Linked DNA regions of Danio rerio: region 1 is linked to region 2. The links are chromatin contacts, called in public Micro-C maps. All regions are on one chromosome and are shown on one strand. Each heading gives the region's core, a stretch centred on a gene start, on an enhancer-like site or on the middle of the called end of the contact. The rest is flanking DNA. Distances are from core to core; before and after follow the strand shown. Region 1 holds the start of aqp12 (aquaporin 12). Region 2 holds the start of znf1173 (zinc finger protein 1173).

What was found. Hi-C and Micro-C count contacts between places; a contact is called where the count stands out from the background.
Region 1: a Micro-C map of caudal fin shows a contact between it and region 2, with 5 times the contacts expected there. The contact joins the promoter of aqp12 here to the promoter of znf1173 in region 2. A contact is called at or near these places in 2 of 18 Hi-C or Micro-C datasets (caudal fin and an unstated tissue).

Annotation. Positions count from the first base shown.
Region 1 is chr22:3,005,544-3,011,828 of GRCz12tu, reverse strand. It overlaps aqp12 (aquaporin 12), which reads left to right and starts at 4,974. Exons shown (of 4, transcript NM_001045862.2): 1 at 4,974-5,293. The coding sequence starts at 5,051. It overlaps trnam-cau (transfer RNA methionine (anticodon CAU)), which reads right to left and starts at 4,349; the gene lies at 4,277-4,349. It overlaps trnai-aau (transfer RNA isoleucine (anticodon AAU)), which reads left to right and starts at 3,436; the gene lies at 3,436-3,509. It overlaps trnad-guc (transfer RNA aspartic acid (anticodon GUC)), which reads left to right and starts at 1,952; the gene lies at 1,952-2,023. It also overlaps trnag-gcc, trnag-gcc and LOC103909515.
Region 2 is chr22:2,856,138-2,861,989 of GRCz12tu, reverse strand. znf1173 (zinc finger protein 1173) reads right to left here and starts at 4,544. Exons shown (of 4, transcript NM_001114420.1): 1 at 4,531-4,544; 2 at 3,560-3,621; 3 at 341-709. The coding sequence starts at 3,614. It overlaps LOC103909512, which reads right to left. Exons shown (of 4, transcript XM_073936895.1): 4 at 4,668-5,852. The coding sequence ends at 5,823.

The sequences.
Region 1 (6,285 bases), core at 3,725-6,224, 150 kb before region 2:
TCAGTTATATTTTTGTAATAGTCTAATATTGAGTTTAATATTGATTATTGCATGACGAGTGCCATCTGTGTTTTACACTAACGATAAAACTTTTTGTTGAAACCAAGTTATCATGTGAGCATTGGTGGTTCAGTGGTAGAATTCTCGCCTGCCACGCGGGAGGCCCGGGTTCGATTCCCGGCCAATGCATCAGCTTATTTTAGATTTCTTTTACCTGGTTAAACACACATTTGTGAAATTTAGTTATTTACAGGGTTTAAAATTTACATTTTAGACCCTCAGACATCTCAATGCTCACATGTACCGTACAGTTGAACCAATTATTTAAGTGTATAAATAAACCTGTTTCAGCTTCATTTTATGAGTAGTTTAAAAATATTACTGTCAGCCTTTTTTTGCTCATTAACAGCAATGAACAACATGCGCTCATATCAGTATTACTGGTTTGAACTAATTATTTTGCAAGTCAGGTAAGTACATTTTAATTAAAAAAAAGGCAGACGTTTAACTTAAATTCAGTTTTATTTTTAGATACTTTGCGTCTGTTAAGCTATTTAAGTTTAGCAACCTAATTAAATGTGTTAATTAATTAACAGTTTTTTTATATTATCTAATTAAATTTTGTTTAAAACATTATTTTTGTCATGTTTTTATCTAAAAAAAATAAGTTATTAAAAAAAAGTATTTTTAGATAGATCTGATCATAGAATTCCATTTTTTTTTGTCTAGATTGCGTTAAGTAAGCTACGTACCGTTTAAAGTTCTCGCATTAGGCCCACTTCCATTTGTAGAAAAAAAATGTATTGCCATAAATCTTTGTATTGTCTTGTTAAAACTAGTCTAGTATTGAGTTGATTTTGACTGGTCAACACAGAATGTGTGTACTATGGTATAAATAAAATTTCCTGTGCTAGAGGGATGGACATGTGAGCATTGGTGGTTCAGTGGTAGAATTCTCGCCTGCCACGCGGGAGGCCCGGGTTCGATTCCCGGCCAATGCAACAGCTTTTTTTCTTAACACTTCTCTTGTTTAACGCAATTTTTTCAAATCTAGTTATTCACAGGGTCAGAAAATTTAATTTTAGACCCTCAGACATCCCAATGCTCACATGTTTTTAATTTTCAGTTGAACCAATTATATAAGTGTATAAATAAACCTTCTTTTGAGTCGATGTGATTTTATTAAACGTTACAAAATATTACTGTTAGCCTTTTTTGTTGGTTAAGGACTTTTTCCAGCAAACAAAAATTACATGCACTAATAATAGTTATTACTGGGTCAAATTAATTATTATTTTATTCTTGAATTATTAATAATGATTGATTCATAGTCAGGCAGCCACACATTTACACGTCAATTGTATATATAAAAAAACACAGATTAGTTTCTGTTTTAGTTTTAATTTAAAATACTTTGCATCTGTCAAGATATTCAAACTTAGCAGCTTTATTAAATTTATTATTAACATTTTTCTTTCTTTAGTTCATCCTAAGACTTTAAAGTTACTACCACTAAAGCTCTTTGTCTGTCTGTCTAGCAAACCCTAGTTCGGGCATGTTAGCAAAATGCTAATATGCTAGCAGCATGTGAAATCTTGCTAGCAACGTGCTAAGACATTCAAACTTTCCTTAAAATCCCAATTCCAGTTCCTTCCCTTGAATGCATGAACAAATTTGATGTCCAAAAAGAAATATTTGTTCACATTGTGTATATTAATTCAAGCTGGTGCGAATTTCTCTGCTTGTTTATTTCAGACCCTGCCTACCGATAAAGTCTTTGTGCGCCGTACTACAATGTTAAGGTAAGATGTGTTGTTACTACAACACTGCAGACCCATTTTCCTCTTTCTTTAATTGTAGAAACCATTTTAAACAAGTAATGATTAACAACAGACAGAGACATCGCTCCAGGCGTAGGAACAAAAGGACGTGTTTGCTTTTCTACAATCACTCCTCGTTAGTATAGTGGTAAGTATCCCCGCCTGTCACGCGGGAGACCGGGGTTCGATTCCCCGACGGGGAGTATACACTTTTTCTCCTTAAATATTTACAGCAAAACTGGCTTAATTACTTATTTAAGAGTGCTGAAGAGTCAATAAAAATATTTTTATAATTATTTTTGTGTTTAACATTGACAAAACAAATATTAGTAGGTCACTTCTCAAATTACATTCAGCTTATCAGCTTATAGCATCATAAGACAAAACCCTAAAACACATTTATTTGAGATATTGACAGATAAACAGTTGAAGTTAGAATTATAGCTCCCGTTTGTATGTATGTATTTAAGTATATATATATATATATATATATATATATATATATATATATATATATATATATATATATATAATAGAAAAATATATATGTGTGTGTATATGTATGTATGTATGTGTATATATATATATATATATATATATATATATATATATATATATATATATATATATAATTTTTTCCCCAATTTCTGTTTAACAGAGCAGATTTCTTCGACACGTTTCTAAACATAATAGCTTTACTAACTTATTTCTAATAACTGATTTATTTTATCTTTGTCATGATGACAGTACATAATTTTTGACTAGATATTTTTCAAGATACTAATATTCAGCTTAAAGTGACATTTAAAGGCTCAATTAGGGTAAAGTTGTCTTCTTTATAAAAAAAACAAAAAAAAACAAAAAAGATGCAGTTCCAGCTCATGCTTTAGTTTCTCCACAAATTTGCTAAGCGTGCTTAAACAGCCTACAATATTCAGATAGCTATGCAAGATATTATCAGTCAAACTTTACAATAAGCTTTCATTCGTTAATGTATTTACTAACATGAACTAGTAATGAACAATGCATGTACAGCATTCAATATTCAGTTTAACATTTACTAATTAATGCTTGTTACTGTAGTTAATGCACTGTGAGTTAACACGAACAACTGTATTTTCATCAACTAAGATGAACAAATACTGTATTAAATGTGTTGTTCATTGTGTTAGTAAAAGCATTAACTAACATGAACTAACACAGCATCATGGTAAAGTGTTCCCATGTTATCCCCTTTTGATTTTATAAGACAACTGACATGTCAAAGTTAATTAAGTTACTAAGTAGTTTGCTTTAACATTACTACAATATTGTGGGCAACAATTTTACACAATACACATTTCATAAATGCAAGGCAACATTTGTGGCCAAATGTTTTTTGGGTGATTTGACTTTGTTTAACAGTGACTGTTGGGTAGGGTTTCATGATTCTTTAATGTTTAATAATGTACTATGTTTAACTACTAGTACTACTTTGTTTCACTTTAAAAACAGTAAAAAAATCAATTAGTATTTGGTTTTAAATCAATTTAAAACAGACCTAAAATAAAACAGGAAACTTGTTGTCGTCTGAACGTGTTTTTTTTAAGCCGTGATTTCAGTGGGTGGTCTTCAGGGCCGGTTAGCTCAGTTGGTTAGAGCGTGGTGCTAATAACGCCAAGGTCGCGGGTTCGATCCCCGTACTGGCCAATAGTTTTTACCCTAGCTGTTCTTTGTTCATATTTGCACTTAAAAACTGGTAAAATGTGATTAAAACTATTATTCCTTTTACGTGTTACATAAAACTGTTTTTACGTTTTATATAATTTATAGGTTATTTTACCCATATTTTATATTAAAACATGTTTAAAGTTTTTACTTAATAAAATTATTGCTTTTAAATTATTAAAATTTTTTTAATTATAACTTTTTATTCAAACTTGGTAGCACTTTAGTTCAAAGGCTCATTTGTTTGCGATAATTAATTAATCCTTTTTTTTGTAAAGAAATAACCTGTTTTATGGTTGTGTAATAAAGAGTGTTAAAATATTATTGAAACTTTTTTGTCAAAAAGCTTTAATAATCATTTTTATGAATGTAATCCTTTTTCACATTTGTGAAAGTATCCATAAAAATGTTTATATTAGATAAATAAAATATTACAAATATTTTAAATATACTTCTCCATTTTTAAGTGAGATCATCAACAAAAAAACTTGAATAAAGTATAATCTAAATCAGTAATAAAGGATACTTTTTATATTGTTAAGTACAATTTGTTTGTAGTTTATCTTAAGAAATAAAGATAACAAAAGTATGAAGATATCCAGCAGGTGGCAGTATTTATCTATTAATCTAGTATAAAAAATACTAAACGCTTCAGTAGGAAAGTGTTTAAATCTTAAGATTACTTTTTAATAAACTAAAGCTTCATACTATTAAAGCTGATTTAGATTTCTCTTGTAAATAAAAAATTCTGCCCCGTGTGAGGCTCGAACTCACGACCTTCAGATTATGAGACTGACGCGCTGCCTACTGCGCCAACGAGGCCTGGTGACAAGTTGCACAGAGCCTGCTTATGAGCTACACATGCAACCCTGAAAACCAGGAGTGGAGTGTAGATCTCTGATGCTTTTTATTTCTATCTTTTAGATTTATATAGATTCAAATTTTATATTATAGAATTTAAATGCATGTATTTAAAGTAAAACAAGTTAAATGCACACTTTAAAAGAAAAATATATAATAAAAATAGTAGATTTGAAATACAAAAGCATGTGTAGTTACTGCACTTTTGCCTCTAGTGCAGATTTCAAATACATGCATTAAATATGAGATTTCAAATGCATATATATTTATACATTCACACATTAAATCATTTAGTCAATTAGGTGTATTTTATATTTGCTTTTATTTTATTTTGCAATTATATTTTTACAAAATTTAAATTCTCATTGTTATGATTTTAAGTTCACGACTGCTTGTTAAAGCATTTCACTGCATATCAAACTGTATGTGACAATTTTAAATAAAAGTGGCGATTGTCCAGAATTTGTCATCAATCGTCCACTAGAGGGAGCCAAATCTGAAGTCCACTTTCCCCCAGGTGGCCTTGATGAGGTCAATGTGTATCTGACCCATGTGTGTTTGTGATAAGAGCGTGGACTGTCCGAGTGCCACGTTATCACACACTGAGCAAATACAGCAGCACTGAGCTCGTGTCTTTCTTTCTTTCTGTCCGTCGGCTCATCATGTCGGGCCTGAACTCTTCTCTGGGCTTCTTCCTGGCGGTGGTGGGTTTGAGTGTGTCGGGCCGTCTTCTGCTGCGCCGATGGACCGTCCTGCTGGAGTTGGTCTCCGCGTTCGCTCTGTGCGCCTGCAGACTGGAGGTGGACACCATCGCAGAGGTGGGACAGTGGGCCGGAGCACTCGGGCCAGATGTTGCGGTCACAATGCTGTTCCTGTCCATCGCCGTACACACTGCCGTCATGCAGGTATGGTGGGAAAAATATTTGTTTAAGGGGGCTGATATTGACCTTAAAATTATTTTAAAAATATAAAAACTGCTTTTATTCCAGCGGAAATAAAATTAATAAGACTTCTCCAGAAGAAAAAACATTATAGGAAATACTGTGGAAATTTCCTTGCTCTGTTAAGCATAATTTGGGAAATATTTTAAAAATATTTCACAGGAGGGCGAATAATTCTGACTTCAACTGTTTATAAAAAATATTGTACAGTCATTTTAATGACATTTAGACAGCTCTGGCTTTGACTGGTTAATATGATCGAGCACAATATCAAGCAAACTTTAATTCAACGCATCTTTCTCACATATTTTAAGTTAGCAACATCTTGTATTGTTATCGTAATCCATCAAATGAGTTGATTTAAAATTCTCTGAATGTGTTTTAGTTAAGTCAGTATTATCACAAGTTAAACAAGATGCATATGAATAAAACATGTATAAATATATCATTTGTAGCACAAAATCTCAAAATAATCTGCCTTTAGTAATTCACAGTTGCTTGGATTTATAATGCATGATAATATACCATTATATTTTGAAAGCAAAAAATAAAGGCTGTTCCACATAAAGCATCTATAAACAAATTTAACCAGTAATCTTCATTCATTCATTCATTTTCCTTCGGCTTAGTCCCGTTATTTCTCAGGGGTCGCCACAGTGGATGAACCGCCAACTTATCCAGCATATGATTTCAAGCTGAATATACACTCATTCACACTCATACACTACAGCCAATTTAGTTAATCAATTCCCCCATAGCGCATGTGTTTGGACTGTGGGGGAAACAGGAGCACCAGGAGGAAACCCACGCCAACTTAGGAAGAACATGCAAACTCCACACAGAAATGCCAACTGACCCATCTGGGACTCGAACCATGGACCTAACTGTGAGGCAAAATCAGTAATCTTTTACAAGTTAAACAAGATTACTTAAAAGTGTCCTAATAAATTGCTAGA
Region 2 (5,852 bases), core at 3,295-5,794:
ATGTTCTCCTCGTGTTGGTGTAGGTTTCCTCCGGTTGCTTCGGTTTCCACCAAGTTCAAACACGTAGTGTAGGGGAATTGGGTAAGCTAGATTGTCTGTAGTGTATGTGAGAATGAGTTTGTATGTGAATCCACTGTTTTAAACATATGCTAGATAATTGGCAGTTCATTCCGCTGTGGCGACCCCAGATTAATACAGGGTCTAAGCCAAAAAGAAAATGAATGAATGAGGCATACAGATCTTATAACATGAAACCAGAACATACGACCCCTTTAAATATGTTATCAACTCCACAATTACCCTAAACAATATAACCCGGAAAGGTAGATGATCTACTTACTGTGAATCTTTTTTGTGTGTCTTTGCAGAGAAGATGACTGTGTGAAGCTCATCCCACAAACAACGCAGTGAAACGGTTTCTCTCCAGTGTGAGTCCTCTCATGCTTTTTCAGGTTCCCTGAATGACTGAAACTCTTCTCGCAGTGTGAACACGTGTACGGTTTCTCTCCATTGTGGATCATCATGTGATAATTGAGAGTGTACTTGTTCTTGAAACTCTTTCCACACTGACTGCAGATGAAACCATTCACGGTTGTTATGTTCATTAAAATACTTTGTTCAGTCTCGGATAGAGTGTTTTCTTCACTTTTGACCTGATGTTTCTCCTCATCTTCACTCAGTTCTTCACTCTCCTCCTTTACAATCACATCTGAAAATTAGGCAAACAAATTAAAGAGGCTAGTTTTGAACAGTTCACTAACAGCAGATGTGAGCAACTAACTATAGGTGCAAACTGTTAAATAGCATGTTTCAGATCTAATATACATGAAAAGTACAGCCCTGGTGCAATTTCTAAGTGGTTCCACCCACATCATGCTTCCAACAATAAGATAATTGAGAGTTTGTCAATCATAGAGGTGTCTGTAGGACATCTAATCTCACTATATTTGTTAAACGTGATATTTAATTCATCTTGTTGTCTATATCCAACCACATATTCCCCGACTTTGGTCTTTTTAATCTATTACTTGTTCTCAGCTAACGTGTGAGATAATTTATTAAAGGTTCACGAAACCCTTGAGGACTTTTTTTTTTAAAGATTTTAACAGATTTGTGTGTGTTGAGCATCAGTTAAGACAATGTTAGCCCCTGTTAGCTTTAATTGTGGGGAAAACTGGATCATTTTCAGCTAATTTTGAGCTTCCGGGTTTAAAATGATTTTTGGGATGGATCAAAATCGGTGACGGAAAACTGCAAGAGCAAACATGACGCATTGGTACCTCATTATTATTCATAGCTGAGTTTATTTATCCTATGAGAAGAGCCGGCTTCTTAATTATTCATGACTGCGCGTGCTTTCTGAAGGCAAGACACGGACCTGCCAGTGCCAAGCTGTGAGATCGTACCTTGATGACTGGGTGAAATTGAGTCCACGGACCCACGGCACACAGTATTTAGCTGTTCATGAAGGGTCATAAGTGTTTGTTTCCATGATCCACAGGGTTTGTTGCATGTTTTTCCCTGCGATGCTGTCAGGGTTGATACAGCTAAGCTGTATGAGTGCAGCAAATATTTTTGTCGGGAGAGCTGTACAAGAATTGGAGAATGGCGGACGTTGTCTTTTATCAGGAGTTCGTTCACATTTAGACACACCGTCGTGCTGCTGTGTTCGCCTAAATCCTTCAGATTACCAGCAGGGCTAATAGTTGAAATAGGCAGGGCAAGAGACCTGCTGCACTGAGTCTGCATTCAGACACAAGGATTGAGGGAGATTTCCTCATTTATAGTGTTTATATGAACACGATTATCTTTACAATTATATAAATTGTGTTTGTGTATATGAAATCACGAATAACAAATGTAGCACGGCATTAAAATACTGTTCATTTCTTTGCATTTTAACTTTGTAAACTATAAAATCATGCGTCTCCTCACGTCTGTGTATAATTTTGAGAGCCGACTGACAACAGTTGTTCGCTCCCCTCCTTCTCCCCTGCTCTGCTGGCCACGCCCACACCTGCCCTTTGCTCGCGGAGCTCCACGCCCATTACGATGCATCATTTGAAAGTTTTCTGAGGTAGACCTGAACTGAAAGTGGGGGGTGTCATGACCCTTTAATTAATGTAACCGCGAACACTGATTCAGCACATCTGACTGATCGCTCGCCTTTGTTTTCTATATTATATAAACAGACTGTACGTTATACTTTTATAATGGCCATTATTGATTATCAAACCTGATATTCAGCAAAAGAGAGGGTATGTTTGGTATTTTTAATGAAAATGAAAGAAGGCAGTTCTGTTTTAGGCTCTGTTTTGTTATAAATATGCATACAGTGAAGATGACGCTCATATAAATATGTAGCTACACAACACCTCAACATTTCTGGTGTCTGTTAAGTTGCTAATATCAAAATGAAAATAGACAGTTCCTTATATTGTGTTTTCATTTTATTGTTATGAAAGTGAAACAACAGTCAGGGCCAGTTTAGTGGTTAGTGCGTCAACACATGCACTCCGTTGCTCACGGTGACCCAAGTTCAATTCCCGCCTCAGGGTCCTATGCCACTCCTTCCCCTCCCTCTGCTCCCCATGCTTTCCTGACAATAATCTCTACTGTCCTATCCAATTAAGGTGAAAACACTGAAAAATTCATTAATAATAATAAAAAGTGAAAATGTAGCCAGGATGATGTGAATGAGGTTATAAAGTACACCGTTCCCTTTGAAAATTGACCCGACGTGTCCTCGGGAGTTTGTTTTCCATATCAAACTTGCAAAGTCTGAACTTACAAAGAGAGGATGCAGGACTGAACTGTGTGTAACGTTAGGCTACTTAATATTGAGGAAAAGCACCAATCAGAGAGGCGAATGTCTACAGCCACGACGGTCATGCATCAAGTTTCGCAGGTTGCTGCGGTGCAAAGTTCAAGCTTGGTGAACTCTGACCTGCGAAATCGCATCACTTGAACACGTGAGACCAACCGAGGATCAAAAAATGACCTCTCTGGGCAGAAATTTAAAACATAGAGCAATAGTCCGCTTTTTTAATGCCTAATAATCTTGTTTATTACCACTCCTTTTTGCAGCGCCACACGACAGAATTTCGCACACACAAACTCTATTGTGACTGTAGCTTAACATAGAGCAGCGTTTCCAAAACACTCTATTTTTGCCGCTTGATAACTCCTCCGTAGTGTGGACAGATGACATAACCATAGCAAAACTAATGCCTTGTCAAACTAAAACGCATTAGTGTAAACAGGGCCTAAGTGAGGCAGAGCAGAACTCATAAATATTCATGATTGTGCCAAATATAGTCAATATGAAACGTCTGATTCAAGGGTTTTATGGGGTAAAAAATGATGTAAAATCATTTCCATACACTTTTTTTAACTTACCTGAGGCACAACCTAATATGTGGATATCAGAGAACAATTTAACAAATTGAATCAATGCAACAATTTTAACCCTTTAAACAAAAAAAAATGTTGACAATATAAAATAACACCAGCACTGTTGTTCAGCCTCATTATTAAAGAGTAATGAATAAACACAAACCTATTAGTTCTTCAGTCTCTTCCTGTTTAATACTGCCAAGATCTGGATCACTCATCTTCTCACTGTCCTTCAATAAACAGAGGTCATTGTTATACTATATATTTGCAGATTTCACTTTTTCCTGATGGTCTGAAGCTCGTCTTCACAAGACATCAGTATAGCGATGTAAAAGAAACTGTTGACATGAAATAAAGAGGATTTCAGCAGCTCTGATAAAATTGATGAGCCTCAGACTATAAACACTCATTAAACAGCCATTATGGATAAACTAATTAATTAATTTTAAATTAATATATATATATATATATATATATATATATATATATATATATATATATATATATATATATATATATATATAATATATATATAAAGTTTAGTTCTAACCCCAATCAGACTCACCTGGTCTAGCTAATCAAGCTCTTACTAAAAAACATCCTTGCAGGTGTGTTGAGGCAAGTTAGAGCTAAAATCTGCAGGACACCGACCCTACAGGACTGAGTTTGGACACCCCTGCTATATATTAACTTATAACTATAACTATATATATATATATATATATATATATATATATATATATATATATATATATGTGTGTGTGTGTGTGTGTGTGTGTGTGCGTGTCTTTATATAGCTTAATAATCTAGTAAGTATTCATACAAATACAGAAATAAGATTGCAAAAACATCTACTTGGACAAAAAACTGACAAATCATAAAATCCTTCAAAAAATAAATCAACAATTTAATGTTTTTAGTGTCTGCTGAACTACATTACCATTTTATTCATACCATACAACATACAAAAACAAACTCACTCATATTGTCCTCTCAGAGCTCCTCTCTGCCTGCTGTGTTGTTTTGGTCAGCAGACACACAGATAGAGGTGAACTCAATGCAGAAACTAGTCGCAGATTGTCGCTTTAATAAACTGTAAAGTGTGTTTATCGAGAAAAAGCGTCAACGACTCACCTCAGCTCTGAAGACTCGACGCCTGTTCTTCTTCTAGGTTTTATGGCGAGTTCAATTCTGTGCTGATGTCGCCATCTAGTGTGCATGTTATGTTATTAGGATCATTAGTTGACGGTTTGTCATTGCTCTGTGTTTAGTTTAGTTTAGATTAGTTTATTTGTTAACAGGATCAATGCACATTAATAAAGATTACTGTAAAATGTGCCAGAATTAGCCAAGAATGGCTATTTTTCATCTATAGACCCCTTACAGAAGGTTAAAAACGCACACCTAAAATAGAGGCACAGCATAATAACAGAATTCATGAAACTCATATATAAAATACAATACAAAATAAAAACAGATGACAGCAGAGGAGAATACAGTCAAGAATACATTGCTGATTCGTCTTTTTTTGTGTGTGTGTTACTGGAGATTTTTGAAGACTGTCATTTGTCCATACCTTACCATCACTACTCTTTTCAATGAGCTGCGGCTGATGCCGTCAGCCCCTCAACTGCCTCAATGCGCTGACAGTCGGCCCAGTCCTCGTACAGCAGCCTCTCCCACCTGCAGCCTGAGAGCAGATCACTCCTCTGTGTATCGACGGCAAATGATTTAGCACAGGAAGTAAGAGGTATATTCATTGTACAGTCAAATCGATCTGCTTCTCCCTTATTTTAACTATATAACTTGACCGTTTATTCTTTTCTTATTCACAATCAGAGATATTTTAGTGACAGTTTTGGATCTTGTCTGAGTTTATCACGTCTGAGAGATTACTGCAAATTCACTACACCTCTATATTAATACATTGTATTCAGACAGCAGTAAATTTAGGTAAATTTACATGCTCGGGGTGATGTCACACCAAGACTTTTGTTTCAGACCCTGTCTCGTTTGCCCAGTTAGGGTGGTTCGTTTGGCATATGTGAATCCAGCAGTCGTGCTCTGATCCGCGACAAAACAATCAGTTGGAGATCGCTTGAATGAGGTGGTCTCAGCACGATTGAACCAAACTCTGGAGTGGATGGATTGTAGTGAGAAAGCGATCCGATCCGAGACTGGTTATATCTCAGTGTTTTATGGACATGTAATAGGCATACAGCTGTATGAAGAGAGAATTATGAGTAGGGCGGGAGGTCATTCCAGACATCCCAAGTCTCCTGGAAGTTTCGTAAGTCTCCCGCAAGTGAGACTCCTGGATGCCCGCAAACAAAGTGATAATCTCCCGGTAATTGCGCATCTCCATCCAGGCCCTCAAATACGTCACACACCCTTCTCATTCCTCTCCAACGCATCCGTACTCCTCTTCAGACACGTCGCGTGCACCTTGTCAAACA